Linked DNA regions of Anas platyrhynchos: region 1 is linked to region 2. The links are chromatin contacts, called in public Hi-C maps. All regions are on one chromosome and are shown on one strand. Each heading gives the region's core, a stretch centred on a gene start, on an enhancer-like site or on the middle of the called end of the contact. The rest is flanking DNA. Distances are from core to core; before and after follow the strand shown. Region 1 holds the start of CLDN20 (claudin 20). Region 2 overlaps TIAM2 (TIAM Rac1 associated GEF 2).

Region 1 (2,842 bases), core at 139-2,638, 64 kb after region 2:
AATCTCATCTTTACTATTCTCAAAATTTTCATGAGCAAAAATTCTCATAGGTCTTCACATTTTTCCAGACTGTTGATGTTATGCAGCACAAGCTTTTACTTAGACTCACTCTACAAATCGACTAATAAATTAAACTCCATTCAGTGTGAAAACTGACCATTTATTTCTACCCATCTATTCATATCTAGTTTTCCAACCATTTCTCCCCTGTAAAGACCTTTCTACTTTACTCTGTGACCATTTAATTCTTTCAAGAGCTTTGGAAAGGCCATCACAAATGTTTTCTCATAACATAAGTAAATCTCACTGTGGTCCATCCACACATTCTCTGACTGCTCCAAAGAACCCCAAATAGACTTATGAGACATTACACATTACTGCAGCATTTATATATTATCCGCTTATTTTGATTTTTAAAGTAGTTTCTACCAGTTTGGCCAGTACTGTAAGAAAGTTCTTGACCAGCTGGAAAACCCCGAAGCACATCTAAAGACGTTATGTCAGAACAGACACATGATATTAGCTCATACTGCAGTTACTGAACCATCACACTAGTGCCTGCCTGGGAACTGAGAAGCTTCCCTCAGATGGGAGAGCTGACAAGTTGTTAAACGTCACCATGTCTAAAGAAACAAATCCAGGGATTCCTCCTCATTGGCAAATGAAAATAAAATAATTTTGATCCTCCAAATCTTGCACCACAAAGATGAACACAGGAAACCGAAAGCCAGAAACAGAACCTACAGTTATATCACTGCTGCAAGCAGCAAGACTTCTCTCAGCCTCTCAGTTTCTAATACTGACTTGTTGAGGCCACTTCACCAATAAATTGCAGTTACCATGTAAACTTTATTAGTAGCTTTATTCCTTCATTCTTTTATATAGAATGATAACAAAGTAAAGGATGATCTACAGAAGGCAAAAGCTATCAAGGACAGATGAGGAAAACCTGTAGCTGAATAGAAATATGCTGCTGTTCCAATTAGAAATTAAAATACATTGCATAGTTCTCTCCTAGGAAGTTTAAACTCATAATAAGATTATATGTGATGAAAAAAAAAAAAAGGAGAAAGAAAGGAAAAAAAAAAAATAAAACTGTCTAGCTCTCAGATCAACTTAAATGAATCCTACCTACCCCCATCCCTGAATTCATAAATCTATGGTTTTTGGATTATCAAGATTTTACTACTCCTTTTAATCACTGTTTACAGTTTTCATCATAGAGGCTGGGTATCATGATGTATTTAGCACGAACGGCGTCCATGTATTTTTCTCTATAATCTCTTTGCTTTCCCTTACTAAGTGTTTGTCAAACAAAACTCATTAAACAAAGTAGTCCTTTATTCTCTGCTAGATGGAACTAAGAGAGGGAACAAACAACAGTACTGCACTTGCTGTAGAGAACAGAAAAAACAACACTCCAAGAAATTTTGTTAATACACGCCAATGCAGTTTTATATGAGAAGGGACAGTTCCACTCAAGAGAAACTGCATTTTTCCAAGACATCTACAGTGAAGAAAACATCTCAGACCTCACATCGAGCAGTAAGTGCTACACAAACAGAAATGTATGATAACTGTGTATTTTATTACATTTACAGTGCTTATAGTTGAATTTATCATGCCCTTAAATCAGTTCACCCTGTTAATTATAATATATGATTACCATTTGCAGTGCTTTGGGTTTGTTTGCATGCTTGAAAATGCTGAAATTTTAAAAAGGATGCAATAAAAAGGCTAACTCAAGATCCTAATTAGCTCTTCCAGATTATGCTTTTGAGTGATTTTGAACTACCTAGACACGTCAGTTCCTTCTGTAAAAGAAAGATAAGACCTCTTTCCCATGGGCCTGATATAGCAAATGATATATATTTGCCAAAGCAACTCTACACAGACTGAACAAACCAAAGGGATCTGGAGATAGGAAAGACTTGGAAATAAGATTTTTAAATAGAGTAGCTGTTAACATACTCACCCTAACTATAACCATTTGATATATACATATGTTTATGCTGGACAGAGTTAGCACATCCTTAAACAATTACCTGAATTAAGTAAAATATATAAATTCTAGTTTATTACTAACACTGCACTACAAAATTAGAAAATTACTTGATATATAATGCTACTAAAGACACGGTGATCAAAAATTTGCAGTTCTATGTACAAAAAGGTGAAATAAGAGTATAATGCCACTGTTATTTTGTGCTTCACTTAATTCAACCTTATCCCTATTGTTATGGTTTTCCAAAAAAGTTTTAACAATACTAAACAATAGCATTAAACTTGGTCTTATTTAGACAGAATGTCTGTGAAAGCATAAGGACTGCTCTTTATTTATCATGCTGATAAAAAACAAGAACTGCCAAATATATAGCCCCCCTCAGAAGTCTATACACCTTTTGTAATCCTCATCACTTGTTTCAAACCATTTTTCTTCATCTACTATCCCAGTGGTCCAATTGATCTAACACCAATAGTTCTGTCTTCACAGGTGCATCATACTACCCAAATGTTCTACTCTGTCAAATTAAACTTGATCCTTTATGCAAGATTGTTTTTTTTAAACAATTTTTTAAATCTTCCACTGTATGGTAAATTTGCAAATTATTTCCAATAGCTTTCTGATTAAAAATGCACTTATACAACTGAGTTGTTCCTTATCAGTATTAAAACCAGTATTTTATTTTATAGATAACAACACATCGTATTCACACTTATAATCCACTTGCTAAGACTGTTGATCTATGTCAAGGTCTGAGAAGCACTGGCTGAAAATAAAACAGTGATTCAGAAACGTTAGTTATGTAAGTCAACCATGAAATATTGCAAAAACTAAGCA
Region 2 (2,846 bases), core at 20-2,519:
AAGTCAACATGGCTTCGTCTTTCCCTGAAGGGAGCCACTGGAGAATTCAGTCTGACCATTTCCATCTCAACTCTTGCAGCGTGCATGCCTTGCCCTTTCTCATTCCTCCTACTTGCACTGTGGAAGGAGGTCATCATTTATTACCAGGCACTTGATTTACTGCTTTCTGAGAGCACCACGGTTCTGCTGGAATTATCTTCTTCAACAACAACAGTTTTACGAGCAGGTTGGAGCCACAGCCACCGAGGTGAAACTTCACCTGGTGTAGATTTCATCGCTCCATTAATTGCAGTAGCATAACAGTATTGCTGTTATGCATAGTAGTTGCTCTATTTTAGTAGGATTTCCATGGACCTATGTTAATCAATGTGTCATTTTTAGCTATTTAAAAAGGACAGTTGAGCAATCACTATAAGATTCTTGCATGCTATTAGTTCATTAATATAATTCTGCCAAAACCAGCATTACTCTTGCATAAAATTATTACTGTGGTTCGTTTGCAACCTGAATTTCTGCATTGTTTGGTAATTACACAAGTAGGACTGCTTACTACATCGTTTTTACAGCCACAGTTGTTATTTAAAAAAACAAAATAATATTGGTCTCTTTGTTGCTACTGGTAGATTGTTGTCAATAACTTTGCTGCCTGCAGCAAGGGAAGCAGTCCCTGTGCAGTGATTTTGCTGGAGCTTTTAATTGCAGTGGACCACTGGGCTTGTGTCCCTGCAGAGTCAGGAGGAAGAATTGCATAATCAAGGGGCTTTGTTAGGCAACAAAAACACCCCAACCCACAGCAACAAGGGAAAAGAACAAACCAACAAAAAAAAAAAGCAGCCGGGAAGTAGGCACTCCTGAGAACAGCTCAGGCTATCGTAAGATCTGTCTTGGGTCACAGTTCTGCTGCTTTTCTGGGTTATTGTCACTTTCCTTTGGCTGAAAGGGGGAATCCAGGGAGCCTCTCCATGTAAACATAAACGCCTTGATAGGGGCAGTGGAGTGACATGCTGAACAGGCAGACCCAAATAGAGAGGTGAAATTCCAAGTTCAGAACTGCTCTCAGTGTTTTTCTTCTCCTTGTGTGGCTTCTGAACCGTCTAGCCTGAAGTGTGGTGCAGAAGAAAGTGTGAAAATGAAGGGTGAGAAAATGACAGGAATTTTAGTTAGGGTGGATATTGTATTTGATCAAGCTTGAGTGGCTTTGCAATGAATGTGGATGTGAGCCAGAATGGTAAACAAGCAAGTACTCTGCTACCTATCAAATAATATGATCTTAAACTGTAAATAGAATGAGAACATTTTATTCCTGTTTAGTCCTTTATGTCATGGCAAGCCTTGCTCTACAGTGCTCTCTGCTGGAAGTTTGCTATATTATCATTTTCTGCTAAAATTATAGTAATTATGTTTTTTTCTCACATTTGTTAATTAGATAAAATTGTAGTAGTCAATTCTTCTTAATAAATGTTTCCCACTGCGGTATAATATCAGGTAGCTATGTATTTTCACTTAGAGTTAAATCAACAAATAATATGAAAAGGCATAAAAGCCCATAATGGGAACTCAGTGGGAATGCAATCCATTCTCAAGAAAATTGAGTCATTGACAATGAATGAGAACAGGTAACAGAACTTTGTCCCTTGCTCACCATGGGAAAATGCACAGTACTGTGTCTAAAGATATGGTGGTATATGTGCACTGCAAGCTATCAGTGGAACTGTACATTTTTTATTTTAGCAACATCCTCATGTGTTGTACCTTTCTCCCTTGTTTCCAGCAGCAAGTTGATGAATTTTTGAACGTCTACTGCTCAGTGCCAGACAGCATCCAAAAGGAGGGTGCATGGGAAACACAAACATATGTGCACTTCTGTGATGGCCAAGGAGTGGCATTAACCCTCAAGCCAGAACACAGAGTGGAAGATGTTCTTTCTCTGGCTTGCAAGGTATGCATTTTTCATGTACGATTGCACCTCATTAACAACTGTGGACCTCAGAAGGACCATAATACTTCTGAGGACTCCTTAATAGTGAACGAATAATACCAGCATCTCCCTGTCTCTGCATTAAGGCACATTTTGAGCGTTTGCACCATTTCCTTTAGCAGTATTATTTTGTATTGTAGCCAAGGTAGCAGGGATGTGGAAAGCTTTTCAAGAGGCACTGCTCAAGTCTGTGCACACTGAATCCTTAAAGAGTGGTGACAGTTTGCCAGGTAATCAGCCCCTGAGATATCTCCATCCATGTCCAGTCTGAGTTGTCACTGCAGCAAACTGAGCTTTCTGTGCAAATTAGTCAGAGGAGTAACGGGGACTGTTTGATTTAATGTCAGGAGAGAAGACACTGAAAACTGCTGTTAACAATGGCTAACATATATGTTTGCTTCTTCAAGGGTCCTTTTTTGGCTTTTGATTAATGAAGCACATGTTCTACTTGAAAATTTCAAAGAGTATGTTATGACAGTCAGTGCCAGAAATTTGAGAGGGATTGCAGTAGATCTTGGGACAGAAAGTGGAGTCACAGATGGAGGGTAGAATAAAAAACTACCAACAAAAGACCACCACCTCTAGAGCATCACAACTTACCTGGCACCTTGGTCTTCATTTGTGTTAGTGGTTGAATTTGGCTCTGACGTCATGATTCAAATCAAATTATACAAACAAGTTCTTTGGAACAGCTTTCACACCCAAATCATGTTTTCCTATTTTCTAACAAGTGGTAAGTATAGTTTATTCACTTCACAAGTAAAGAGAAAAAAAAATGGAGAAAAAAAAAAAAAGAGGATTTTTTTTTTTGGTACATAGTCCCACTCTATACAAAAACTATCTGTAGCTTTTGGCATAAGTTAGTGTG

The links. Hi-C and Micro-C count contacts between places; a contact is called where the count stands out from the background.
Region 1: a contact with region 2 is called in a Hi-C map of F1 follicle, with 4 times the contacts expected there. The contact joins the promoter of CLDN20 here to the enhancer-like site in region 2. A contact is called at or near these places in 3 of 8 Hi-C or Micro-C datasets (F1 follicle, F5 follicle and subcutaneous adipose tissue).

Annotation. Positions count from the first base shown.
Region 1 is chr3:55,892,163-55,895,004 of IASCAAS_PekinDuck_T2T, forward strand. CLDN20 (claudin 20) reads left to right here and starts at 1,389. Exons shown (of 2, transcript XM_027454397.3): 1 at 1,389-1,545. All of the region lies in intron 6 of TFB1M (transcription factor B1, mitochondrial), which reads right to left.
Region 2 is chr3:55,828,057-55,830,902 of IASCAAS_PekinDuck_T2T, forward strand. TIAM2 (TIAM Rac1 associated GEF 2) reads left to right here. Exons shown (of 28, transcript XM_072035931.1): 11 at 1,775-1,939. Among named protein-coding and RNA genes, the nearest start is that of CLDN20, 64 kb to the right of the region's middle. Within about 2 kb of position 1,270, at least 1 of the 8 cell types and tissues checked has an H3K27ac peak or open chromatin away from gene starts, as enhancers often do. A contact at or near this core is called in F1 follicle, where this site is marked.